6 separate regions of the Mus musculus genome follow, and regions 1, 2, 3, 4 and 5 are each linked to region 6. Evidence: chromatin contacts called from public Hi-C and promoter capture Hi-C data. All regions are on one chromosome and are shown on one strand. The core of a region is the stretch at or near the end of the contact, and the rest is flanking DNA. Distances in the headings are between cores, read along the strand shown.

What was found. Promoter capture Hi-C pulls out the DNA fragments that hold promoters and counts their contacts. A called contact is a pair of places that touch in the nucleus more often than the background predicts.
Region 1: a promoter capture Hi-C map of hippocampal neurons shows a contact between it and region 6, with 2.0 times the contacts expected there. The contact joins the enhancer-like site here to the promoter of Nubpl in region 6. A contact is called at or near these places in 10 of 39 promoter capture datasets (cranial neural crest, embryonic stem cells, frontonasal cranial neural crest and 6 more), 1 of 115 datasets of contacts at active chromatin or transcription factors (embryonic stem cells) and 2 of 9 other capture datasets (adipose tissue and macrophages).
Region 2: a contact with region 6 is called in a promoter capture Hi-C map of hippocampal neurons, with 6 times the contacts expected there. The contact joins the enhancer-like site here to the promoter of Nubpl in region 6. A contact is called at or near these places in 15 of 39 promoter capture datasets (the 3T3-L1 cell line, the C10 cell line, the HPC-7 cell line and 11 more), 2 of 484 Hi-C or Micro-C datasets (bone marrow-derived macrophages and muscle stem cells), 5 of 115 datasets of contacts at active chromatin or transcription factors (T-cell acute lymphoblastic leukemia, astrocytes, bone marrow-derived macrophages and 1 more) and 3 of 9 other capture datasets (adipose tissue, liver and macrophages).
Region 3: a Hi-C map of the Ba/F3 cell line shows a contact between it and region 6, with 4 times the contacts expected there. The contact joins the enhancer-like site here to the promoter of Nubpl in region 6. A contact is called at or near these places in 21 of 39 promoter capture datasets (the 3T3-L1 cell line, 3T3-L1-derived adipocytes, the C10 cell line and 13 more), 7 of 484 Hi-C or Micro-C datasets (the Ba/F3 cell line, the N1E-115 cell line, bone marrow-derived macrophages and 3 more), 3 of 115 datasets of contacts at active chromatin or transcription factors (embryonic basal ganglia, embryonic stem cells and stem cell-derived neural progenitor cells) and 4 of 9 other capture datasets (adipose tissue, liver, macrophages and 1 more).
Region 4: a promoter capture Hi-C map of cranial neural crest shows a contact between it and region 6. The contact joins the enhancer-like site here to the promoter of Nubpl in region 6. A contact is called at or near these places in 10 of 39 promoter capture datasets (the 3T3-L1 cell line, cranial neural crest, embryonic stem cells and 4 more), 1 of 484 Hi-C or Micro-C datasets (pancreatic cancer cells), 2 of 115 datasets of contacts at active chromatin or transcription factors (embryonic stem cells and fibro-adipogenic progenitors) and 3 of 9 other capture datasets (adipose tissue, liver and macrophages).
Region 5: a contact with region 6 is called in a promoter capture Hi-C map of hematopoietic stem and progenitor cells. The contact joins the promoter of Akap6 here to the promoter of Nubpl in region 6. A contact is called at or near these places in 9 of 39 promoter capture datasets (the C10 cell line, cranial neural crest, embryonic stem cells and 4 more), 2 of 115 datasets of contacts at active chromatin or transcription factors (astrocytes and embryonic stem cells) and 2 of 9 other capture datasets (adipose tissue and liver).

What each region holds. Positions count from the first base shown.
Region 1 is chr12:52,753,969-52,758,180 of GRCm38.p6, forward strand. The region is part of intron 1 of Akap6 (A kinase (PRKA) anchor protein 6); the gene reads left to right. Among named protein-coding and RNA genes, the nearest start is that of Gm51971, 43 kb to the right of the region's middle. Within about 2 kb of position 1,878, at least 3 of the 459 cell types and tissues checked have an H3K27ac peak or open chromatin away from gene starts, as enhancers often do. A contact at or near this core is called in hippocampal neurons, where this site is marked.
Region 2 is chr12:52,834,142-52,838,239 of GRCm38.p6, forward strand. The region is part of intron 2 of Akap6 (A kinase (PRKA) anchor protein 6); the gene reads left to right. Among named protein-coding and RNA genes, the nearest start is that of Gm51971, 37 kb to the left of the region's middle. Within about 2 kb of position 1,495, at least 125 of the 459 cell types and tissues checked have an H3K27ac peak or open chromatin away from gene starts, as enhancers often do. A contact at or near this core is called in adipose tissue, astrocytes, hippocampal neurons and 3 more, where this site is marked.
Region 3 is chr12:52,635,676-52,639,934 of GRCm38.p6, forward strand. The region is part of intron 3 of Gm35239 (a long non-coding RNA gene); the gene reads left to right. Among named protein-coding and RNA genes, the nearest start is that of Gm23296, 33 kb to the left of the region's middle. Within about 2 kb of position 2,371, at least 55 of the 459 cell types and tissues checked have an H3K27ac peak or open chromatin away from gene starts, as enhancers often do. A contact at or near this core is called in the Ba/F3 cell line, cerebral cortex and palatal mesenchyme, where this site is marked.
Region 4 is chr12:52,892,713-52,897,486 of GRCm38.p6, forward strand. All of the region lies in intron 4 of Akap6 (A kinase (PRKA) anchor protein 6), which reads left to right. Among named protein-coding and RNA genes, the nearest start is that of Gm51971, 96 kb to the left of the region's middle. Within about 2 kb of position 3,114, at least 82 of the 459 cell types and tissues checked have an H3K27ac peak or open chromatin away from gene starts, as enhancers often do.
Region 5 is chr12:52,696,553-52,701,191 of GRCm38.p6, forward strand. Akap6 (A kinase (PRKA) anchor protein 6) reads left to right here and starts at 2,831. Exons shown (of 14, transcript NM_198111.2): 1 at 2,831-2,890.
Region 6 is chr12:52,096,052-52,100,270 of GRCm38.p6, forward strand. It overlaps Nubpl (nucleotide binding protein-like), which reads left to right and starts at 1,695. Exons shown (of 11, transcript NM_029760.2): 1 at 1,695-1,840; 2 at 2,302-2,449. The coding sequence starts at 1,733.

The DNA.
Region 1 (4,212 bases), core at 628-3,127, 660 kb after region 6:
TCACACATGTCCTTACAAGGCTATACTTACTACCCATCCCCAAACAGTTCCACTAACTGGGAACCAAGCATTTAAACATAGGAGACTGGGCCCATTCTCATTCAGAGCACCGCAGCCCGGTGGACTTTGTGAGGAAGAGAGTAACTGCTCAGTTACCGGTCTAGGGTCTCTACTTCTGCAGAGACCACTGAGTCAGTTTATCCGTCTGCAGCAATCTCACACAACTAGTGTGTGCTCACATGGGCCTGATGGGAGCCAGGTAGGGCTGAGAGTAACTTTTCAACCTGTTTCTGAGTGCGTGAAAACAGACTAAGTCAGTACTTGTGTACACGTGTACTTGTGTGCAAGCTTAACACAGATCCGACTTCAAATACAGCTTAGCAGTTTTACTAGCTTTCTGAGAGTCAGCTGTGATGCATTCCCCGTGCCATCTCTGAAGTTTTAAAGTGGAGAGAGATAAGGAAGGAGAGATAGAAAGAAATAGAAGCATGAGGGAAGGGTGGGAGAAGGGCCAGGAGATGGGGAGCAGAGAGAGCCACGGAGGGGGAGGGAATAAGGAAGAGCAAATGGCTGAAGACAGAGAGGATGCACCATCTTCTACTGCAACATGTTCACCTGCCGTCTGAGACTTCGTGTTATTCAGTAGTGTTCCTCAAATGAGATAACACATTTCAATGACATTTTATAAGTTAGAAAAACATTTTTTCAGATATACCACAGAGGAGATTTGATTGTATTTCAGATTATCATTAAAGACCAGAAACTGTCTCTAGAATTCTAGCATGAGAGCTGAAAAAGTTTTTTAAAAATATCTTTAAATAAACAATATTTTATTTAAACAAATAAAATAATTATTTTTATTAAATCTATAGATAATCTTTAAACAAATGAATAGATTGCATATGTAAATAGAATAAAACAAATGAAATAGCTTTTCTTTTTCTCATAAGAACAAATTGAAGTTCACACATGCTAAGTGACATCACCAGACATTATTACCTGTTCAGAGACAGAGCAGGGACCACACAGTTCTTCTAATTTGTGGTTTATGGCTTTCTACTGCCCTCAAGGTACACGCATGTACATTAGATGTGACAGAAATGGACCGTAGCTGAGGGCCTTTGGAGAACAAAGAGTGAGTGGGACTGACTTAGAGGCAAGGAGATAAAAGCTGGTTTGTTTTGAAGCAGGACAAGAGTAAGGTACAGAGACTCAGGGAAGGAAGCACGTGATGGAATAGGTTGCAGTCTCAGCCATCAAAAGAAATCAAGTGAGAGAAGATTCTGTTTACTTCAGGAGTAGTCTATTGGTCATTAGCCTGCAGTGGAGAAATCGATTATCTTCTCTTCTAAGAGAGTGGTAGACAGATGTGGCTGGTGTTCATATTTGGAGTTGTGGAAGGGGAGAAAACAGAGAGCTGAGCAGTGGCGAGGCATCCAGGTGGAGGTGCACGAAGAGGAACTGGACAGGAAGTGTTGGAGACGCTAGAAATCAATGACATCGGCTTTCCAGTCATGCCTGCCAGGTCAACGCAGCCAAAAAGAAGGTGATTGAGTCTATCTATCGTGCAGTAGCAACTTGCACACAGGCAGCCTGTTAGAGGCAGACTGCTATCATTGGTTAAGAACAACATAAGGATAACCTGTAAAGGAAAATGTACCCACATTTCAGACAGAAAATGTAATCTGCTTATGGATATTATACAAACACACATAGATATTACATTTATACAAATATGTGAATACTATACCTTTTGTATTATAGTCTCTTTTACTTACAATTGAAATTACTTTTACGAAACCAGGAATCTGAAAGGTACGTTACAGTTTCTACTGTTTTTATGTAATGGTTCCTCTTGAATTGATTTCTGTTGCCATGGTTACAGGTCCCTTCTGTTTTCTGATGGAGTCTATTTGACACTGCTAGAAAATCTGTAGCTCCTGTATGGCATGCCTTTTTCATTCATTTAACCTATCTGTGCCTTTATTTAAAGTAAGTTTCCTAGAGAAATAGGAAATAGTAGGTGGGTCTTATTTTCTAACTGTGGCCATCTTTGCCTTTTAATTGGAATACTTACTTTATATTTAATGTTATTATTGATGTGTTTGGGTTGAACCTTGCAAGATGTTTTCTATTTGTTCTAGCTACTGTTTCTTCATTTCTCTCATTTTTCTTTTGGGTAGAATATTTGGTATTTAAGTATTAGATAGCATTGAGTACTAGTTTTTAACCTACTTTGTCTCTTCTATTATGATGCCATTTTCTTGATCTAAAGTTTATAAAGTACATATATAACACCATACTTTGTATTTGAACAATTAATATAATATAATATAATATAATATAATATAATATAATATTGAAATATATACATAATATCATACTTTTTATTCAAACAATTTATATATTGAAATATACAATAACATGATACGTGTATTCAAATGATTTATGTAATATAATATTGGAATATGTGAAAATCAAGCAAATTTCAAATCATTTTCTCAGTCTTCATGTTATCTTCTTACATGTTTTATTTTTATGTATGTTGTAAATCTAAAACATTAGTCTTCTTTAAATAGTCACTTTCCTCCTAGAGATCTATATATTTACAACAGTAGACTTACATTATCTACAGATTTTGTTATTTATGGTTTTAACTAACTTTAGACTGGAATATCTGTAGAAAACCTATATGTATTAAACATATACAGGCTATTTTTCTTGTCACTCTTTGCCAAGCAGTACAGCATAATGCGTATTTATATCGCATTTACATTATTTCAGTTATACAGGACGGTAAGAAAATGTAATGCTGTTCCACGGGACCTGGGTTCAGTTTTCAGCATCCATTTTGGGCAGCTCACAACTAACTGCAACTCCACTTCCAGGGGATCTGATGCACTGTTTTAGCCTCATTGGGGAACTGAACTTATCTGAACATACTTCACCCATCCCTGCATAACTGAAAAATAAAAAATTGCGTGCGCATGCACACACACACACAAACACACACACACACACACACACACTCACACAGGAGTATGTAATGTTTTTACAAAGACAAAACTGTTGCATTTAAAAGACTTGAGCACATGTGGTATTTTGTATTTAGGGAGAGACCCTGTAACCTGTTCCTTATGAATACTGAAAAACAAATATACATCCACATAATTACATTTTAATGTTTTTCACATATTCTGTAAATCTAAGTTTCTATTGTATATTATTTATCACTCGCTTAAACTGCCTTTAAACTTTTCTATAGCACAACACTGATGATAATAATTTTTCTTAGCTTCTCTTTGCCTAAGTTCAAAGTTATTTCTGGAAGACGTTTTCAGTGGATATAACATTTTAATTGGGCAATATTAGTAGTTTGCTTTCATCACAATAAAACTGCCAATTTGTTGTCTTCTTTCTTGCATATCTCCTTTCAAGAAACCTACAATTATATTTTATTTGTTTCTTGCTACATAAGTCCTAGACCTTCAGAAATCTGATTACGTGCCACTGAGTGACTTTCATGTCTATTCTGTTTGAAATTGGTCTGCTTTTGTTTTTAACTATGGTGGATTTGTGAATACGTATTTTTTATCTATGTGAAAGGTTTTTTATTATATTTTCAAGTGTTCCTCTGTCGTGCATCCCTGCCTGAAGCTCCATGCTATCTGACTTCAGCCATCTTTGGGTGTCCCCTCTCTGTGCTATAGTCTGGAATTTGTATCCGGAAGAAAACTGCGCTTATTTACTATAGGTTGAGCTAATTTAGTTTCCCTTCCCCAGACATTTTAGTTATATGGACCAGTGTCTAAAGATAAGAGCTGAGACTGTGTTAGCATGATAAATACAGTCTATTAGATGGTAAACCTCTTCAGAGTCATCCATGCAAGCTGTCCTCACACAGAAGTGCCCTCTCAAATACATTCCTCTGCTCTTTTTTTTGTTTTTTGTCTTACCTTAGTTCCAGTTCTAGAGGAAACATTTAATACATCTCATCGTTTCATCGTGTTGTTTCCACTGGCAAGGGACCCCTGTACCCTGCTAATCCCTATTGTCAGGAGCAGGAAGTTCTCTGTTATCTGAATATGTCATTCAGCAGTCTGCCTTGACCTTCTTTCCACATCAGAGAGTTTAGATAATCGCCATCCTTTAAGAAGATTGGCTTGCTTTTTATTATGTGCATGGAGCTAATGCATTGTAGAAAGTAGAACT
Region 2 (4,098 bases), core at 245-2,744, 740 kb after region 6:
CTGCAGTCTGCTGGTGAGGGTATACGGTAACGCATGCTGCAGCAGAACTCAGATGTCCTAAACTGCAGATTATCATGCACAACCTTTCTTGGGTTGTCTTACACGTCAACAGGGAATTCCAAGGTCACGGCCACGAGCTAGGACGGATTCACATCCCCGTGCCTCTCGACTGCTGAATATATTCTACCTTCCTTTGCTTTTCCTGTAAATCCTTTCAGCATCCACTGGCTTAATTGGGGTGAATGGAGTCTGTGCCTCCCACTAGGGCAAATGTCTTGATTGAATAATTAGTGTTAATTGACACAGGCACCTCTGTCCAAGGTATGAAGTGTCTTCCTAGTTTATTTCATTATCTGTGTCTTTCTTCTCCATTTTACGGGATCCTGCTGACATTGCTACCTGACTGGATTGGCTAAAGTTAAAGCTGGGCATGCTGTTGCAGGACTCTGTTTGGAAACACAGATATTGCAGAGTGTTAGGAATCCTGGGGTATGACCTGGGCTAACAAATTATGAGCTCTAACTTGAAAAATGAGCCTTCAAAGCATAAAGCTTAGAAACCTTTGTTCTTACAAGAAATGTGACGTTTGACGTTTGTCACAGGTCCCTAGGCAGTCCATCCTGGACCTGGGGTTCTGAATTCTGCATTCTGAAGGTTTGTTGAGGATGAGAAAATGTCAGAGGAATCTGAAACCAGATCAAGCTGACCGATTAGCCAAATTATCCTCGAGCATCTACCGTAGAGGCGAGGGCTTTTAATCAGGAGCCCTGAGGTGTCTCCCTCCAGCTTTGGATCCTCTCCAGAGAGCAGCCAGGAAAAGCTTTCCCAGTGTGGAAAGCTCCCAGGGGAGATGTGGCCATGGTGGGACAATACCCAGGAAGGGCTCATCTGAGAGCCCCAGAGTAGCAGCTTGGGGAGTAAGAGCCTGAGCAGACAAGCAGGCCAGGCCACAAGGAGGAGAGATACACTAGCATTTCCTACAAGTGCCTTCTCTGTGACTGTTGTCATTAAAAGGGCTTGTTGTATCGGAGTGGGGGGGGCTTTAGCTATGGAACCATGAAACTTAATTCAGAAGAGACGGTGGGACAGCAGACTGATCTCTGTAATGTAAATGGCAGCTCTTCTGCTGAAAGCCATTGTGTCAACCGCTTGAGAACGTGGCAGTGACTTGGCAGGGAGATGGCAGAAAGGTTCTCTGGACCAACTGTCTCCTGCAGCTGTGAAAGACACACAGCCTGGCTGCCAAATGGTGAGCCCTTTTGTGCTCCGGCTGAGTTTCATTCACTCCTATGGCAACTTGAGGTTCAGCGTTCAGGAATATTAGTTTGGTCTGGACCATCGCCATCTCTTAGCAACCAAGGGAGATAGAAATTACCAGCTGGGTAATTTGATACTGGGAACCCGAAGGTCATGAAAATGGGGTATAATGGCTGTTTGTATTGAAGGGGGAGGAGGGAGGGGGGAATATGATGTAATCCTGATGTGTAGAAATGTTTGGAATGCCACAGAGATTACAAAGGAAAATCCAGTTCAAACTGGACTCTGTCTCACTCAGAGCGATTCAAGTTGGGCCAAGGAGCTCCTTTAAGCATGTATATTTTTGCTCAAATAAAAACCCCTTTGGGGTTTTGGAACTGCAGTATAGAAAATAGTTTACTCTGTATTAATTTTCTCTGAGGTTGACCCGTAGCTTAATTTACATTGAGTTTCGAAACAGTGATTTCGAGTAACATAAATAACAGGTTAGGGTTCTATTGCTCTGACTTCTGAAGGCACTGGGCCAGGGATGAGGATTGGGCTGGGAGAATGGGCAAGGGGAGACAAAAGTTGCTACAGATCTGCTTCCTGGATGCTCACACTGGCTCTAGCCCACAAGCGCACCAGCTCGTCAAGGAATTGCATGTTGGGAAACTAGAAACTGCAAAGCAGAAGCCAAAGGAAATTCTTGATAACAAGTTGTTTTCCTTTTCCCCTGGGCCCAGTGAAGGGACCATCTGTTTTTCAAACTAGAAAAGCCAGAAGATGCAGTGTTTGCTCCTGGAACGAGCCAAATTGTCATAATCTAATCAAAATTCCAAAGGATGAAGGGAGAAAGGAAGAGAGGGCTGGGGAAGCCAGGCGTGGCAGTTCCCTCGCTCTCTGCATTCCTGTAGATTCATCCAGCTGTTTTAGCAAACCAGCCTGGACAAGATGCATTTGAAGGGAGTGCGAATTACAGCAAGGAGGACTGGAAAATCCAGGGTTTTGCATGACAGGTAGCGGCCTGGTCTTGTTCTCAGGGGAGCTTGTTCACCTGCTACGCACGTGGTTCTTGTGCTGGCACAGTGGGCAGAGCGCCCTGCTTTCCCTGTCTCGGTTCGTGGTTAGACTTATTTGGCACACTCTGTTACAGTTGGGTCATGGATCTAACGCAGACAGCGGAGCGCGCCTTGCTTTTTCAGCAGTGCTAGGAATGTTTAATTCCTTCCATGCGAAGAGGTTTGGCATTTGATTTTGTGACCCAACTTCAATGAGGTGAAGTAAAAAAAATTATTAACATAAAATAAATCTCTTTTTATATATCCACTTCCTTGTATCCTCAGCCCTCTGGTTCCCATATCCAGCCGACTTACAACAGTGGAGGCTGAAGCCCATGGATTCACTGTTTCTATAGGTCAGCAGCAACTTCATATTGGTTGCTATGCGTAGCATAGACAAGCAGTGCAGACAAACAAGTCCTCTGATATGGAAACACTGTAGGATTTTGAACTCTACCATTAGGATTCTCTGAGAAGAGAAGGTCTCAGGAGAGGTTCTCACCCTTCCCAATGCTACAACCCTTTAACACAGTTCCTCGTGTTGTGGGCGACCCCCGACCATAAAATTATTTTATTGCTACCTCATAACTAGAATTTTGCTAAGGTTATGAATTGTAACGTAATTATCTGATGTGCGGATATGTGACTCTTGTGAAAGGGGATCCAAGGCCTGAGAACCTCTGGTTTCAAGGCTTTAAGACAACCAGAATGGTAGACTGTTTTGGCATCAAACTAAATCCATGCTACCTTCTGCTACACAAACAAAAGGCACGGGCGGCATCTTGCTGAGCTCAGTGCAGCCCCCAGAGCCACCAGGGTTTGTAGATTACTTCAACCTCATTGGATCTTGCATTTAGTTTAAGAACCCTTTTTTGACTGTCTCCTTCCCCATGGTTTAAAATGGTTCTGATTCTGAATCCGTTTTAAATTTCTATGCTCTTTGCTATGAAGAATGAGAAATATGCCAATTTTGGAAAAGTAGGTGGAAACTTTATTTATTTGGAAAAGTCCAGCCACATTCAATTTTAAATATATATATATATATATATATATATATATATAATTAAATATATATATAATTAGTACATATATTGTTTGAGGAAGTATATATTTTGAACTTTTCTGTCTGGCGATGGAGACATGAAGCTACAACCGATGAGTGTATTACAAAGGAATGGACATCAGGGTCTTGCATGTTTTACTTTGCATATGAGTTTGTGACAGTCACAGTAGAACTTTGCTTGACGTTTACCATGTGGCAGGTGCCTGGGCCGCATCTCCTCCTAATTCCACCTTCCTAGTTCAAACTCACGTAACAAATGGAAGAACTGAGGGATTTTTCTCCCACGGAGCCAAGGTTGTCAATGCAACTGACTTTCCAGCTGTCCCTGGAACCTGCCTTCTTGTCACTGTTCTTCCAGCCTTCATATTGGCTACACTTGTGTATCGTGTTTAGGGAACATTTTTCTTGTTAGTTCTTATTTTGAAGGTGGCGTTTGGGCAGGGCATTTTGAAGGACTGGTGACGGCCATATTCCCAGCTCAGTGAGGAACAGAGGCAGCGTCTTGTAATTCTTTTTTTCAGCGAAGGGGCGAGCAGAACTCTCTTCTGCCTGTTTGCGGCCAGGTGTAGTACCTGCTTTGAGTATCGCTTCTGTCTCAGCCAGCTGAGCAGGTCTGCAGGCACAAGGCCTTTTCAGCTTTCCTTTCTTGCCCAGCTATCTTTTAAAACTAAAATCTGACGTGTGTGTTTATGTCTGCTGTGTACGAGAGTAGGGATCTGTACACAGTGTGGATGTATG
Region 3 (4,259 bases), core at 1,121-3,620, 540 kb after region 6:
GATATTGCAACAGCAACCCCTAGTGTGTTACAGGGTGAAAATAGAACTCCAGCTAATAAGGTGAGATGGAACAGGATGTGGCAAACAGGCATCTTGTTGTTTATTGAGCATCACAGGCAGAACTAAATAAGCAATATCATCGTGTTTTCTAGGTCTGGACAGCTGGGAAAAAAAGAAGGTAGCAGGAAGTTAGGTTTTAGATTACTTTAGAAAAGAATGCATATGCTAAGAGCCAGAGAGTAGGAGGGGATCAGTAGGTCACTGGAGAAGGGAGCTGGTCTTGTGAACAATTTGCTAGTCTTCCAAAGGCTGAAAAACTTGGCTGTGCACAGAGAGAGTGGTTAGGGCTTGGTCACAAAGGTCTTGCAGCTGATCTTTCAGATTGGAGGCCTACAATGGGGGCAAACGTCTTTTTCCCCTTAAGGTGGTTAAATTGAAATTCTAGAGATGTCAAACAATAAACTAAAGGCTATCAAAGCGTCAGTGGATGGTAGGTATTTACTAGTAATAGAGTTTTGATGAAAAGTTCTAGATCCAAGTAAGATAGGGAACTATAAAGAAGGTGGTGGTGACGGTGGCAATGGAGAGATGAGGCAGAGGGGATGGGAATGGGGACAACAGAGCCCACTCTCATGGAGCTTACAGTTTGTTCAGCTGCCAAGGATCAGCTCACCACAGCTTAGACCTTGGTGTTTGTATGTTTTGAGCATGAGTCACATACCGGCAGAGCGTGATTCCTCAAATGGAAAGTACCCATATAGTTCAAGATGTTGTCTCCTGCTTGCCCTGCCTGTCTCTTCTGAAAAAAGTGTAATCCCAAATGCCGGGTCCACCAAAGGGCTATTTTCTAAAGAAAGAATGATGGAGCCATGTACTTTTGAATGGTGAAGATGACAAACCTTGAGGTGACAGGACGGTGATGATGGGGTAAATCCTGACCCTAGGGGTGCTGAGCTGTGGCTTTAAGGACTCTGTTTCTCAGGGTCAAGTTTCACTCCCCATAGAAACAGCTGCATTGGCTCCTGCCAGGTCCTTTCCAGCAATAAGAAACGTTGTCTCAGGAGGCAGATACCATTTGAGAAAGTACAGAGCATAGGACATCTTGGGGACCCTATTATTTGGGGATGAGGGAAGACCAGACTGAACCTGAAAAGCAAAGAAGAGAGCATGAAGAGGGAGTATGAATCTAATAATCAAATTCAAGCTGCTAAGTGTTTCTAGGATTTTTATTCTAGGGTTCATTTTCTTTTTTCTGTTTTTTAGGGGGGGTTGTTTGTTTGTTTGTTTTCTGAGGCAGGGTTTCTCTGTGTAGCCCTGGTTGTCCTGTAACTCACTCTGTAGACCAGGCTGGCCTCGAACTCAAAAAATTGCCTGCCTCTGCCTCCCAAGTGCTGGGATTAAAGGCATGCGCCACCATTGCCCAACCCCTCAGGTTCATTTCCTGACTTGCATTTACTTAGGCCTGAGAGTGGTACTGTGGATATGATTGTTGGATGTTTGGGAGAAACACAGTTAATCTTACTTTTGTAGTTCAAATTATTTTTCAAAATTACTCACAAAGCTCACAGTCGTAGTCCCGATTCCTAAGTTGCAGTGGCTTCTTTAAGAACTACATGGTGTGGGTTTTCCTTTTGTATGGGATGTTTTTCCATTACCTTTCTTGTTCAGGGCAGGGCACTGCAGAATGAGATCCTTAGTCCTAGAAAGCAAGCCATCTGCCTTGTGTAGTACCTGAAATAGACACTGAATTATGGTGGTTCTCCTGTGTAACTTTGACAACTGCACAGCTTTTCTCCTTAAAAAGAGGCAATGCCAAGTCCATGGATGATTTTTTTTATATATACTATAATTGCATCTCCACAAACACAGGTGACAGATGACAGTGAAAGCTTCTGTTGGGACTAGTGCTGTTTTCAATGCAGAAGCTACGCGCTGGGTTTCTAACACGGAGATGGTATTGATCCAAGCCTTTGCAGTTGATCATCCAGGGTTTCCTTGTGTTATGCTTCTTCCTGCAGTTTCTGCTTCTCTGTGAAAACCAAAGTATCATGTAACCAGGATTGTAGGGTGGAGTGTGAGTGCGGCTTTAAAATATGCAGAATCCTTTCCAACACATCGGGCATTTACAAAAAAAAAATGTTTTTCACGTTGGGGATTGAATTCAGAGACTCGTGCTTGCTAAGCACACCCTTAGCCCCGCTAACTTTTAAAGAACTGATACCAAGGACCTCTGAGAGACAAAAAAAAAAAAAAAAAAAAAAAAAAAAAAAAAAAAAAAAAAAAAAAAAGCTGGGTGGTTTTGGAATTTTCTATGTGAGTGTTCTGCCACCTGCTGGAAAGGGCTCAGCAAGTTCTGAGAGCTGAGAAGCAAAGAAGCTGGTGCAGTTCTGGGCCCTCTTCCTCTCCACCCGGGCCCACTCCCAAGGCTGGCAGATAATAAAGCCTACAGTCTCTGTGCGGTTGGTTTCCTATCGACTCTCACAGGCTGGGAGCTGGTTACCCCACAGGGATTTCTCCTCTGACTTGTGTTGAGCTCGCTCTCCCAGCTCAGGCCTGGGCTGCTTCGCGAAGGGTCCTCACATCATCTTCAAGCTTCAGAACGCCAGGGATCCAGTGTGTTGCCTGGTGTTCCCTGTTTGCTTTGGTTTAAAGTGAACACAAAACAAAATATCTAATCCAAGTTAGGCACTACGTAAGCAGGAGGGCCAACTGACCCACTGAGAAAAGATATAGCCTCTTTCTCTCTGTAAGGATTATAGTCTCCCTACTCCTGAGTGCCAACACGGCTTCTTATTAAGTGATGCAGATCAGAGGCGTAAAGTACCATCCTCTAGACAAACTGCTGCAGCCTTCCTGAGATAAGCCTTACCCATTGCTAGCGTGCACCACCGAGGGCTGTTGTCATCACTTCCTAGAAGTGATGGATAGTCGTTGAACTCTCAGTAGTGCGTCCGGCCACTTTCCCCAGTCGTTTACAAACAGTTCTGCTCTAATTGCATGTGGCCTCAGCGTCTGGGAAAGGCTGAGGCATACAAGCTGGGGTAGATTAGGGAAGGGAGTGTCCATCCAGCAGCTATGAGGAAGCCACCATCCATGTTGCGTGAAGACTTTGCGGTGTGGCTGCTTTGGGGCTGCTGTCAGTGTCCCTTTACTCATGCTGTACACATAAGTCCCATCAACGTTCTGGTCCCCTGAGGTCAAATTTAGTGGACTCCAAACTTTGATTTGTCATTGAGATTTGGGGTGTGTGTAGGGTAGACATTTACATCTTTCTCAGGGAAGGAATTTTGGTGACAAGAATTAAAAATGTTCATTTTCCTGGCCAAAGAAAATGTTAGTAGCAATAAATCAAACTCCTTGCAAATGTTTCCCGATCTATAAAATCTCCAAATTTGGGCAAGCACAGTTTTTAAACCCTATGGTCTCAGCTTTTCTTTCATGTGACAACTTGTGAGAAAAAAAAGTGGGGTCAACAATTCTCAGTTGTGACTTCCATCTTTTCCCTGGAAAATTCGCCATAGAATTTTCTGTGCTGTGACCCACATAGGAACACAAAAATAAAAGCACAGTGGAATGAGGGTAGCGTCTCCTCACTAACTGGGTCGCTGCTTCCTAGACGGATCTTGTCTGTAGTAAATGCTTGGCCTGATTTCACCGTCCTTCAGGTCGTTTACTTTCTCTGGAGTTCTGGCAGGAGGATGCCCTTCCTGGATGGATGTGTGTATGCTCCTCCCATGGGGAAAACTTAGATTTTTTTGGCAGCCAGGCCCTCAAAGCAACTGGGACAGGGTGTGGAGGCCCAGCTTTGTCGCCCTATTGAAATTTCTCAAACACACAATGCTTTGGAAATATTTTTTACACAGGAGTACAGCATTTTAATATCTATGATTAGCTGAAAAAATAATAGCTACTAAATGAATAAAACTGACTTTATTATTAAGGAATATCATTATGAATTTCCCCCAAATGTTTTGAAGCTTTAATTCAGGCAACCTGTGACAATTAAAAGGGGAAAAAAGAAGACCTACCCTGGCTGAGGCAGGTATGGTAGGTGGCTTCATGTAACCAGAACTGAAAATTGGTAGTAGAGAAAACCTGAATTAAAACTTACTTTAAAATTAACTTTAAAGAGGGTAGATGATGTGATCGGAGTAGGTGGGGGCTGAGAAAATTTGTACTTAATCCAGAAAGTCACAAGGTGACTTCATTGTAAATAGATGGTCCCAAGGAATAAATGGGTTTTTGTTTGTTTGTTATTG
Region 4 (4,774 bases), core at 1,864-4,363, 800 kb after region 6:
TAGTGCAGCACAGGCTTAGCCCATCCCTTGCTCTTTGTAACTGGGTTGGATAAAACTGTCCTCATGTCTGCACAGAGGCAGCTGTCCTTGTGCTCAGAGATGAAGCTGGGAAGGTGTGGGTGGAGTGTGTTGTAAAAGTAGGAGAATGAATTAAAGTGACACTGGTTTTAACAATGATTTTCCCCACAGTTAGATAGGTACAGACGGGCCCCGTCCTTACAGACTTCATTTTGGTTATGTGCCTACACATCCGTGACCACACCCCGACTGTGGCAATCATCACACGACCCCTTCGCTTTCTTCCTTTTCCGTTTTTCCTTCATTGTGGTTACCAAGACTCACACTCGCTGTGTTAACCATGTGAGGTGTGCAGTTCAGGAGTGCTGGGTTTTCACATTCCTGTGAAACAGCTCGTGAGAATATTCTCCTCTTGTAAGCCTGAAACTTGCCAGTGGGTCTCGACCTCCCTAAGGCTATGGCCCTTTAATGCAGTTCCTCGACTTCGGATGACCTCCAATCATACAACTATTTTTGTTGCTACTGTTATGAATCATAATGTAAATACCTACGTGTTCCAGTGGCCATAGGCAACCTCTGGTGCACAGGCTGAGAACTGCTGCTCTATGCCATTAAACGGCCCCCTTCATTCTCAGCTCCTTGTCTCTAACTTTTAGGGCTCTGCCAGCAGCATCTGCATGGAATGACACGATGTCTTTCCTGTGACTGAGTTATTTCACTAGCACAAGTCAAATCCAAGTTCTGTTCATTTTGTCTACCCACTGTTTGCAACACGGTTGCATCTCCTATTCAAAGCAAGAATAAGTCATAATATAATAAAATGCATAGTGATATGTATAGTAATTCACTATGAGCTACACATCTAGATTTTCCTCTGCCTTGAATTGGCATCTCTCATTGTCTTTGTGACCAGATACCTGACCAAGCAGCTTAAGGGAGGGGATTCATTTGGCATGCAGTTAGAAGGGACACAGGGAAGGCGTGACCTCAGGCAACTTCATGACAGGGTCACATGGCTGGGCCTCTTCACTTCTCAGCAGAACTGGAAGCAGAGGCCAGACTGGAAGCTGGATGTGGAAAGCTATGTCAACCTCGGGGCCAGCCCCAGAAACTCATTTCCTGCAGCAAGTCTCCACCTCCTTAATGTTCCATGACCACAGCAGCAAATAGCTGGGGAGCACGTGTTCAAGTATGTGGGCCTATGGGGGCCATTCCCCATGCAAAGGGTGAAGCAACCCCACTGTCCTGTTAGGGAGAACCTGAGAACTCCCCTTCTGCCCACAGCCCCACCCCCACCCCACTCCCGCCTCCGCGTCTTCTCTCCTTCCATCTTTTCTCTCATCCCTGCCTCTTTACTCTTCTGGACCTTGTCTTCACTCCAGCTCCCGAGAAAGAAAGAGAGAAAGGCAGCCAGCTTTCTTCTGTGGACGTGAATGTTTGACATATTTCTTCTGTTCACACACCATTGGTCCAGGTCACCAGGGAGCTTCAGAAATGAACCAGCGTGTTATTGCTACAGATATGTCTTGCTGTAACTGCTGCTTAGAACAACTTGGTGAAAGGAGGGGACTGTGAAGTTAGAAGGAAAGGGGCCAGAGAGGGAATCGAATGCCAAATATCTGCACAGCAAAGTTACGAAATGAATCTGTTTAATGAATGTATGACTACATGAATGAATGACTGTAAGAAGCTAAGTGTAAGCTTCTTCTAGACTAGGGTCATAAACCAATGATCCAAGGGACCAGGTGGATTGTGGAAATGAGTCGTATAGGATGCATAAATGAGGGACAGTGGGCTGATTCAACTGGAGCCTACACAACATGTCTAAAGGACAACACCTCTCAGCTGCAGATGCCATTTGTGTGGGAATGTGACTTTGTACGGCAAGAGATTTTTTTTTTTTAAGTAGGAAACCTACATTTTATGTGACATCTCTCAGTTTTAAAATTTTAATCTGAGCCGTTTTTAAATAGATCCAATAAACACATTCATGGCAAAGATTTGGCTTCAAGTCACCAAGCTGCCATCTTTGATGGGAAACTACTTAAGGTTTTTAAGCATATAAGATTGGTAGCTTCTATACATTAATCTGACCCTCGTTTGGGGACATGCCTCTAAGCCATGGCGATTTTCAGCTGTGGCTGCTCGTTACAACTGCTGGAGGTTATCCCAAACACCCCAACCTCAAACCTTACCCCAGAGCGATTAAATCAGGCCCTATTGCTTTACAAACTCTTCCAGGAGGTCTGGCAGGATGGCTCTGTGCATGAAGGCGCTGGCGTGCAAGCCCGGAGCTCTGAGTTTGATCCCTGGGACCCACTAAAGGAGAATGGAGAGGATCAGTCCCACAAACTGTCCCCTTACTGCTCTGCACGTGGTATGGCACATACATATGCACACACTAATAACAATTGTTAAAGTTCTTCAAGCAGTCGCAATGTTCAATTAAATTGCACAGTAATCCTTTAGGGCCAATTTTAAAGGGTTTTGCAGTAGGCTGTTTATGTTACTACATAACTGTGGATCCATAAAGATGATTTGTTACGTTTTTGGGTCTGTCTTAAAATAAGAAAATGACTGGGCGTGGTGGAACACGCCTTTAATCCCAGCACTCTGGAGGCAGAGGCAGGCAGATTTCTGAGTTCAAGGCCAGCCTGGTCTACAGAGTGAGTTCCAGGACAGCCAGGGCTATACAGAGAAACCCTGTCTCGAAAAAAACAAAACAAAACAAACAAACAAAAAAAGCGGAGAAAAAGCTAATTTTCAGATTTCAAGTTGAAAATTGGGGGCTAGGAGAAGTAAAGATTTAATAAACGGTTCTCAGGGAGCACATCAAGTTAGGTTACGCAGTAAATGTTATCTTAAATGCCAACACTATGGCCGTAATCCAAGTTGAGAATTCTAAATCAACACAATGGTTTTAAAGATAAGCCCACAAAATTCTCTTTAGGGATAAAATAATAAGTCTTCAGAGTAATGTGTTGTGGCAACGCCAGGAGAGAAACGCAGCCTTGCATTAACCCTGCTGATAGATTTGTTGAGCGTGCCAAGGTCATTGTTCAAGGTTGGTTGAGAAGAACCACAGCTTAGAAACAAATCCCTTCTTGTTTTCCCAGGAGGAATGCTGCAGTGCCTTCTGTGGTTTCTACAAAGCTTGCCATGGGCCTTGACAGAATATTAGTGATGATTTACCACCACCGTGAGGCTATGCTAGGCACTGCATCTGGTTCTCTTGGAAAAAAAAAAAAGTTCTGTTCACAAATATAAATGTGAAAATGAAAATCTCAAAAAAATTGTAGGGTGGTGTGTGTGTGTGTGTGTGTGTGTGTGTGTGTGTATGTGTGTGTGGTGTGTGCTGTGGTGTGGTGTGTGTGTCTGTGTGTGTGTGTGTGTGGTGTGGTGTGTGTGGTGTGTGTGTGTGGTGTGGTGTGTGCTGTAGTGTGGTGTGTGTGTGTGTGTGGTGTGTGTGTGGTGTGTGGTGTGGTGTGGTGTGTGTGTCTGTGTGTGTGTGTGTGTGTGCTGTGGTGTGTGTGTGCTGTGGTATGGTGTGTGTGTGTCTGTGTGGTGTGGTGTGTGGTGTGGTGTGTGTGTGATGTGTGTGTGTGCGCTGTGGTGTGGTGTGTGTGTGTGTGGTGTGGTGTGGTGTGTGTGTGTGTGGGTGGCGTGGGATGTGTGGGGGTGGTGGTGGTGTGGGGGGTGGTGTGTGTGTGTATCTGTGTGGTGTGTGGTGTGTGTATGTGTGTGTGTGTGTGTGATGTGGTGTGTGTGTGTGTGTGTGTGTGTGTGGTGTGGTGTGTGTGTGTGGTGTGTGTGTGTGTGTGGTGTGTGTGATGTGGTGTGTGTGTGTGTGTGTGGTGTGTGTGTGTGTGTGTGGTGTGTGTGTGTGTGTGTGTGGTGTGTGTGTGTGGTGTGTGTGGTGTAGACTCTTTCTTGGTATGGAAGGACCATGACTAGGGAAGAAACCCAGGTATCCGTATGACTACAGCAGCAAGATGCCGTTGACATTCAGGTTTACATTTTAAAGACAATTTTAAATTTTGAGAGAAGGAGGGCAAGAAGGAGAGAGAGAGATAAGGATATAGGAGAAGATGAGGAGAGAGAGGGGGGAGGGGGAGAGAGGGGAAGAGGGAGAGAAGGAGGGTTTTTCTGCCTTGTGAGCTCCAGGCTGGCTACCCCATGAACCTCTGAGTGACTATCCAGTCCCCTCCTACCAGCTCATAGGAGCACTGGGGTTGGTGGCCTGGTAGCAGCATCTCCAGCTTTTGACGTGGTCCTGGGATCCAAGCCAGGTCATCAGGCTTGTGTGGCAGCTTTTATCCATTGAGTTATCCTGCTGACCCACGTTTAAAAATACAATTAAAGCAACGCTTAGGACCCCAGTGAATTATTCTCTTCTCCTTTAAACATGAAACAACAACTTTTCATTACTGTGTGGTATTTTGGAAGGAGACAATCACAAATCTGAAAAAAAAAAAAGATATCCTCTGTTGCTTACTTGTAGAATTTCAGGAAAGATACTAAATAGCCATTCCTTTCATACTTTATCACATTTGATTGATAAAATATGTAGATAATACCACCGTTATTAGTGAAGAAAGATAGAAAAGCTACTACTCTGACCAATGATTCACAGTGGGCAATTGAGTTTTATTCACAACTCCACTTATTAATTACGAACACTTAAGTCTCTTCAAGTTTACAATCAAAGTTCTATGATTTTAGTTTGATTTTATTTCTTGAGATATAATCTAACTTT
Region 5 (4,639 bases), core at 1,581-4,080, 600 kb after region 6:
GGTGCACACATATACATGTAGGCAAAGCACCTATGCACATGAAAAAGAAATAAAGTCATCAATACGCTGAAAAAAGTGATTTCTCACAAGTTATTTTTCAGGCCTTCCTTCTCTCTAATTTTTCAGTGTGAGGGTCTTGCTTCACTTCCCTCCTCTGACCATAGTTCTGTTCTCAAGAAGTGACGTATCTGTACCTTGTTGCCCAAAGCTGTAGTGTGGCCTCTGAAACGATCCCCTGCCCTTTAGCCTTCCTTGATCTCCTCTGCAGTGGGTGTTGTCTGCTTGGCCTTCTTCAGTCACTGGGTGACCTTGGCTGTTTCCCAAACATTTGATCCTAGAGCTTAGAATTGAGTGCTAATGGCACAAGTGTGTTAACAGTGACATTCCTAAATGCTGGCACTTCTGTTTTCCAACAGGCCATTTGTGGTGGTCTGATAAGAGTGGCCCCCATAGGCTCCTATGTTTGAATGCCTGGTCATCAGGGAGTGGCACTGCTTGACAAGGATTAGGAGATGTGGCCTTTTGGGAGGAAGTGTGTCACTGAGGGTGGGCTTTGAGGTTTCAAAAGCCCAAGCCAGTCCCAGTGTCTGTCTCTTCCTGCTGCCTATGGATCCAGATGTAGTTTAGCTAGCCTAGAATGTCAAAAATCTGACTTGATGTCAGATTTCCTGAGATGTCTGATCTTTCTCACCATGCCTAGAATCTGGAAAGGGAAACTATGGACATTTTCTCATTCTGAGAAACTGTGTTCAGGTGTGATTGAGAGAAAATGTGGATTTGTCTGTCTTAGGCTGACTTATTTTGCTAAATGTCATGATCTGTAAGTTCTTCCCACTTTCCCTGCAAATGACATAATTTCATTCTCCTTATGACTGGGTAAAATGACATTCTCTTTTATCTGTCTGTCCTGTTGGCCTGCCCTCTTCTCTTTATGGAACCTTCTCTGCAAAGGCTAATCTTGTTCTAGCTCTATGGCTTTCACCCTATTTATTTCTGGAGGCCTAAGAGTTTTTCAGGGAGGCCAGCAGTACTCTATAGCAGGCAGGGTTAATAATTATGCCAAGAAGGGTCCAACAGTCTTGACTCTGGGCCTCTTCACCCCTGCCCCAGTGAAGGAAGCCCAGCTTTGCTCTGTAACATAAAGGAAAAAAAAATTTAAATATTATTAGCAAACCATGATTATTATCTAAGTCTATCCTCCCTCAGACGAAACCCCTGAGCCCCAGAGAGGCTACTAACCCTGAATACACAGAAGGAGCTCTCGGAGGAAATACCATCACTGGTAGATTTCCTGAGCCCCAGGTCGGTGCTCTGGGCTTTGCAGTGGTTCCATGCTGACCTCTCAATGTGTGAGTACCATGTGGTCTAAGATAAGGGAGTCAAGCTCTGTTGTGCTGCTGAGTGTATACACAGGTTTTACTCTTGTTCTTCCCTTCCTTGTTCCTTATTAGGAAAAGCAAGAGCAATCATGACTTCACATCCAAGGCAGGGCTGCTCTGTGGAAGGCTGGATAGTGGCACCTCTTCTGATTTTATCAGTTTTTCTTTACAGGAGGCTGCCTGAGTTCCTTCAGAGCCTCCCCTCCAACCCCACCACCCCCTGTGCTGCTGATTAAGAGAAGTATGGGACAATTAAGAGATGATTGGACAATATAATTGTCTCATTCTGTATTAGGTTTCGGAATTTTGTGCTTTCTCAGAGCTGTAGAGACAGAATGGATGTAGGTCAGCTTGGCTGTGCCTTTCTCTGTCAGTGGCCTGCAAGCCTTAGATGAGTGAGATGGGTAGCTGGTCCACGGTTAGCTCTCCTCAGGGTCACAACATGATGCTTGTTTATGCTTCACACTGGAAAGAAAGGACTGATTTCTTTGGATTTCCTTTCCTTTCACTAACTGGAGAAATCCTCCTGGAGTCTTGTTTTAATGTGCCTGTCAGAGGTCCAGTGGGGGAGGGGAGAGAGTAATAGCCTCCTTGGTAGGCAGTCTTACAGCCTCAAAAAGAACAAAACAAACCCCAAGGGTTGTGAGTGGCAGTCACAAGAAACTTCTACAGGTCTTCCACTTGTTCCAGATTTTAACCCCAGAAGATACTTGCCTTTTGGCCATGTGTAGGAAGAGTTCTCTGTCAGATAGGGGAAGGGTCTCTAGGATCCAACCTCTTTTCACTGCTCCTGAAGGTTAAGTGGTAGCGAGTTCTCCAGCAGCAGGCTCTGTGGGGTGGTGTCTACCCGAGAACACCCTCAGGGCAGACCTAGCTGGCGGAGGCTTTGCCCATGTTCTGACGATTATTAGTCTGTGCACTTTAGAATTAGACTCACTTGGTCAGCTGTTTATTACATTTTAAATTGTTTCAAAATCCATGCTTTGTTCTTTTTCTCTTTGTCAGATGAACTAAACCTCTTTTTAATAACTTTTAAAGAGGTATCGTTACTAGCCAGGGAGAAGAGCGATCAAATTGCCTGATAGGGAACCATGAATACGAGTTTGTATTTTCTGAGTACTGAATCGACATTCCACTTGCACCTTTATTCTCTCAATGTAGAGCAGCAAACGAAGAGGTAATTTTTATTTTGTTTTCTAAAATTATTCTAAGAAATCCCCTTTTAAACTTACAGATTTTAGTCCAATGAGGAGCCCTGTTTCTTTGGACTGCATTTTGCATATTGTCTGCTTCTTACAGGGCTTTTGTATTGTCTCAGGCTCCACTGGAAATGCAGCAAGGATTCCTAGCACATCCCAGTTGCCATAGCAACAGCAGCCTTTCCCATAATGAGCTGCATCATCTGAACTGATGTCACAGCATCATGCAGCAGGTCAAACAAGGCATCTCCTAGTATTGCATCCTACAGATGTGCTGTAAACATCAAAAGGCGACGTTGGGAGCAGGAGATGGTGAGTGTTAAACGTTTGGGCCTTAATTGCGACGCTGTTTTGTTGGTTAGTCTGTGGCGTCTACTAAGGCAGGGATGGGGGGATGTTGTCTGCTTAAAATGGACTGGAGAAAGAAGGGTTGTTTTGCCTAATTCTGTTTTCAGGCTGCTGTGTTAAGACAAAGGCCTGTGAGAGTCGCATAAAAATCAAAATGCAAAGATTTCTTGCTCCGTCTCCGCCTGTTATTTTTAGTATTCTCATGAATTAAAAAAAAAAAGCACAGAAAATTTTCTATTGCAAAAGCCTAAATAAGCTCTGAAATGTGTAGTTCATTGTATTTTAACATTGTAAAGATATGTTTCTTTTTTTATGAGGCAGGGCTAATTGGTCCCATTTGCTTCTGTGATTTATGAAATATTTAGTGACTTGCAGAACGGAATTCAGTATTTACCTCCATTGGGTTTCAGATTCTTCATGGCAAGGAATGAGTGCTGAATAAGCATTTGACATAACCTTATGTGTATGTGAAAGGGGATTCTCTTGCATGTTCAAGAAATAATTTGTTAAAAACATTAAGACTGAAACCAGATGAAATTATCTATGCCTTTTGATTTGTGTGGAATCTCTTCAATTCATGTCCTCCATAGTTAAGAGGCTGAAGCTGGAGTTGCTTCCAGGCTGGTTTGTAACTGAGAGAGGAGCAAGTCTCCCCTCTGCGGCAGTTACAGTCAAGGATAACCCGGGAGAGAGACTCTGGAAAGGCCAGTGGCGCTGCCGCCCGCCCGCCCGCGGGCTCATGCTTAACTCTAGCCCCAACCCAGTGTGATGGATAAATGTCAGGGGCCTTGATGCTTGTTAGGAATGCAAATCTCTGGACCCGGAACCTCAACTCAATTCCAAAGCTCCAGATAAACATACGATGTTTACGTTTAATCCAGGGCTTGCTTTTAAGAATCGTTACTATTTTATTTGCTAAAAACCAGTCTAACAGGTCAGTATGGAACAGGGTATCATTGCCTTTTGTTTTGGGAAATGAAATGAATTTCCTTGGTGCAACTGATTGCTACTGGGGGAGAGAAAGCACATGCCCGTTCAGTTGTTCAATCTGCCGGCTTACAGTCAGGGAGTGGTCCTGTGTTTCAGTGCAGTCGAGCTGATAGTTTTTATTTATACAGTCTTACTGGAAAGAATAGCACCCCCTGAGTTGCTTGTAATTAGTTAAGATTGCTGGAGCCTAAACAGTTTAGATGGAGCCTAAAACAGATATTTCAGAGGAAGCCGGAAAAGCAACATCTCCAGCCAGCTTGCGTTGATTTTTCTCTCCTATGGAGTTGGGCACAGCGGTCCCATTAGGCACAGGCACTAGGCGGAGTGGTACAGCTCGGGGTTTAATTAGTTTGTTTACCCCACACCACACACATGCTACTCCCAGTCTTTTAAGCTTATATTGCTCGCGTGCAGCTATATGGGATGGAAGAGGTCAATTCGGCCTGGCCTTCCCACGAGCAATTAGTAGTATGGATGCTCACTGCCTGCTTTTTGTGTGTGTGACGCATAGTATGAACAGAGAGCTCTGCTGGGACCGTTGGGTGTGAACGCAGCCAAGTCAGAAGCTCTCAGGTAAAAGGGAGGAGAAAGGCCTTAATGGGGGAAGGGAAAGTAGTTAGAACCCCTTGAAGTACTGCTCCCGAGAAGCGACATGAAAAGACTTGTTCAGTGACACAAATTGCTAGGAGTGAAACAGAAGGCAGCGGTTTAGTGGGTTTTCTC
Region 6 (4,219 bases), core at 445-2,944:
GCTATTCTTCCAGCTCACCCCCATTTTTTGCCAGCACCCAGGTGTTTTCTCACCCAGGACCTGTCCTTAACTAACTAGGTGCCTCTTGTAGTGCTCAGCACTCTTTTCATTACATATCATGCCATAGCATAATTGTTCTTTGTTTGCTCTGGACTGTATCTTTTAGTGGAGGGTATTACAGTTGGTGCAGTGTAGAATATTCTAAGACTAGTGTTTGGCACATAATGTTTGCTTATAATAAGTAGGCATTTGGTATTTAGTGAACAGATTATAGTGACAGTTCATAGTTTCTTTTTTTAGCTGTGTCTTTTCCTATTCATTTACAAAAACTGAGTTGAAAAGAAATCTAAAGCTATTTGAGGACACATGCCACAAAAGAATATGTGAGAGAAGGCAAGCTGAAAGCGGCGAGCCTAGTGTAAGGCAGAGATAAAGGAATGAAACAACAAGGGCCGTAGCTTGAGGGGAGCAAGCAAGAGTCTGGAGGCCGTTTCAGAGCTTACGTCGTGGAATACACTTCACTAGGAATAGTAATCCTTAAGGCAATTCTTTGATGTTGTTATGCCCATAATAAAAATACTAAAATTAAGAATTAGATCAGAGAAAAATAAACTGATTTTGAGTCCTTGATATGATAAATACAAATAAGAAGCAAACGAAGGAAATAAAAACCCTCCCGAGAAAGTCTTATGCAGACTTTTGAAGGCAAACCGTAGCCATACCTCCAGCCATCTTTAAGTGGATCTGGTTTCTGGATAAGTGTGTGAGTTATTGTTCTTAAAGGGATTGCTTTTGCTCTTTCATCTGTCTTGGATATAGTGCTGATTATCTATATGTACACATTCTTACCTCCCTCAAGTAAAATTCTGCTCCCTCCCTCCCTCAAGCTTTTACTCCAATCTCCGTGCAGATGATTGAACCTGGGGCGTCATATATGCTATGCAAATGCTTTACTACTAGCCTAGCCCTTAAGTTCCTTCGCAACTAGGCTTCTTTACTTGTTCTATTTTCTGATTTAGCTAAACTTTTTGGAATCTAGTAAGGGCTTCTCACCTCTCTTTTGTGAACCATTAGCAACAGAAGCATACAAGGCGGTGGGGGGGGGGGGACGGGACGGGACACTAGCTTAGTGCACAGTTGTACTGTAGGTCACACGCAATGTGTGTGTGTGTGTGCGCGCGCGCGTGAACACACACACGTGTAAATATAATAATGTTAACAGTGGCATTGCTGAAATGACCATATACAGTACTATGCAATAAGGAAAACTTAATCCTCAAATTCCAGCTTTTCCCATTTCTGTTAAGATGGGATATCTTATTAAAATTTCCAAATCTCAGTTTTTAGATTAATAACAAGAGAGGAGGATTGGCGACGCAGCTCTTTGGCAGTGTGCTTGCCTAGTGTGAAGGAGGCCCTGAGTTCAGCCCTAGCATAAAGCCACCCTTCAAACATAAAATATATTTTTTTCCTAATAAGTCTTCTTGTTTACTCTGGAAGAATAAACTAAAGTGCTATATGTGAAAAGGCTTTGGGAATATCTGGTTAAACGCTGCAAAAAAATATTTCTAGCTGATGACAAACAGTATTAAATCAAATGGAGTCCCTGAGCTGAAGAAACACCAATCAGGCTCATCTCCAGGAAGGGGACGCCAAGGGTTGCCACGTGACGTCATTTTTCCGCGCCGGACGCCAAGTGCTTCCATCCCGGCCCGAGCAAGAGCCGCGCGCCATGGGGACCTGGCGGCGTTTGCTGCTCTTTGGCGGGGTGTCACTCCGGGGTGGTGGCGCGGCCACTGTCCCGCCCCGGGGGTGCCGAGCTTTGGGTTGTGGGCGCCAGGTGTGTGCCGAGCGCGGGCGGGGTGGTGCCTGCGCGCTCCCGCTAGCGGGTTTGCTACAAGGTGGCTGGGGCTTGTGGTCCCAAACTGTCCCGAGTATGGATGTGTGGCATGCACAGTGCTCTCTTGTTTTGGGGTTATTTAGTGAATAGGTTAAGGAAAAGGCAAATCTGCGGAGGGCTTAACTCGGTAAAAAGTCCACTTCAGGGTTTTTTTTTTTTTTTCTTTTTTTCCATCCTCACTTACACTGGTAGACAAATTTCAGCTTGAACAATTACCTTTGACGTTGAGATTAGCATTTAATAAAGACCACCTAAAGGCTAAGTCTATGGCAATGAACATTATTAGAAAAGAAAGCCCCGTTAAACCCAAACTCTGGGTTGTTTTCTCTTTTACAGCATAGTAATCCAGTGATGAGAATGATTGGTTTAAATCACTTTTTTTTTTTTTTTTTAACTTAAAGTTATTAGGCGCTGAGAGTGAGGCCTTGAAACAAAGAAGAACACAAATCATGTCCCGAGGACTTCCTAAGCAGAAGCCTATAGAAGGTGTTAGAGAAGTCATTGTTGTGGCCTCTGGAAAGGGTGGTGTTGGAAAGTCTACCACCGCAGGTATTGTAAGGTGTCCCTTCCCCTCCTGACTAATGAGTGATGCTCTCAAATGCACTGTAAATGACCACCTTTCAGGCTTCCTATCTGTGATGTTTCTGACATTGGTTCCTTAGAACTAGGATTTGATAACGGCTGGGAGCTGAACTAATAAACATCTGCATTACCAGATTGCCTATTCAGTAGAGCAAAAAGTAGTTAGATTGTCTACCGGTATTATGTTCACTTAACTGGGAATCTCTTTCGAAGGCTGGTATGCAAATTGCACTGACCACTTAGCCCAGTGTATTTGCCATAGAAGCGCCTAGGAATTGGTTGCTGTTACTTTTAAAACATCCAGTAATTGTATACTAAATTATGTCTGTTCTTTTTCACTGTCATTGTACATGTACCTGAATATTTGCAATGAGAACACTTATTACTGTGTTTGTTTTTCATTTAATCACATGATTTATAGCATTTCTAAAGTCACCAAGACTTTCCTGTGCTCAGGTGCATGTGTGTGGAGGGCAGAGGGTAACATTGGGTGTCTTGGTTGTTCTCCACATTTTTTCAAGGGCTGCCTGACTACTAGCTCTCAGGACCTGCCTGTCTCTCCTCTGTTCTATCCAGTGCTGTGGTCACACCCAGGTCCTTGTGCTTGTGTGGCAAGCACTTATTTGGAGCCATCTCCTCTCCGAGTCATCTTGTCTTCACATCCTCTTTAACAGTATACTAGCGATGGGGAATCTTTTTCGTGGCTCTTTTTGGTGATTGTAATTTGTCACTAAGATGGTGTTTTTAGCACCAAAGATTTTCAGTCCTGAAATCGAATCAACACCCAAGACTAAGAGTTATTTTCAAAAGAAATCTTTTTTTCTAAAGAGACTATAAGGAATGATGACGTGAGAAACTTCTTGTAACCCTACCCATTAGAACAGCTTATTGAGCTGTATTGGCAAGTAAATATTATGTATTTTGAAGGTTCTAGTGACAGATAGTTCTGTACAGTTACCCTCATCAGCCCAAGGAGGTTAACTAAAAAAAAGTTTGTATTTAAAATTAGATGATTTACCTACTATCAATCTGGAATACAAATTATTTTGTAATATATGAGTAGATTTGTAAGTACCATGCCCTAGGTTAAACAAACTTTATATACAGTATTTTAATCCTCACAAGACTTACAAAAGTAGGAGACAGCTTTATTTTATAGAGAAGGAAGCAGACTGACAGATAAAAACCTATAGCTACATGGATACCTATAACAGCATTTATTTTAAAAAGCAGTCATGGTTATACAATAATAGAAGGTGGTGGAGCTGGGTTCAGATCCAGGTCTGCTTTGCAGTTTATGCTTGTAACCACTGTCCTGATGGAACTGGCAGTGTTGTTCTGCAAGGAACTGGGATTCACACTAGGAAGACGGATGGTGTGAGGACCTGTGTGTATCAGCCTTGCAAATGCAGAGCTTTAGGCTCCCTGCTCTCCGCTGTAGCCTGGCTGCAGAGCTGGTGACTGTGTTTTGGGGACGCTGCTCCTCTCCTTGTGTCTGGAATCACTGGCATAGGCAGGTTGGCTGCCATACTCTGCCTCACACCGTTTAGCTTCTCCACCTCCTTCTGTGCACAGCATCCCAGGCTTCTGTATAATTGTGTGTGTGTGTGAGCTATCTACACAGATGTGTAAAACCATTTATTTAAAAGGAGAATGGGCTACATCTATTAGATATTAAAACAGTTAATTTTTATAAATAAACTTTGAAAGTGAACTATGTATTTCATTAACATTGCT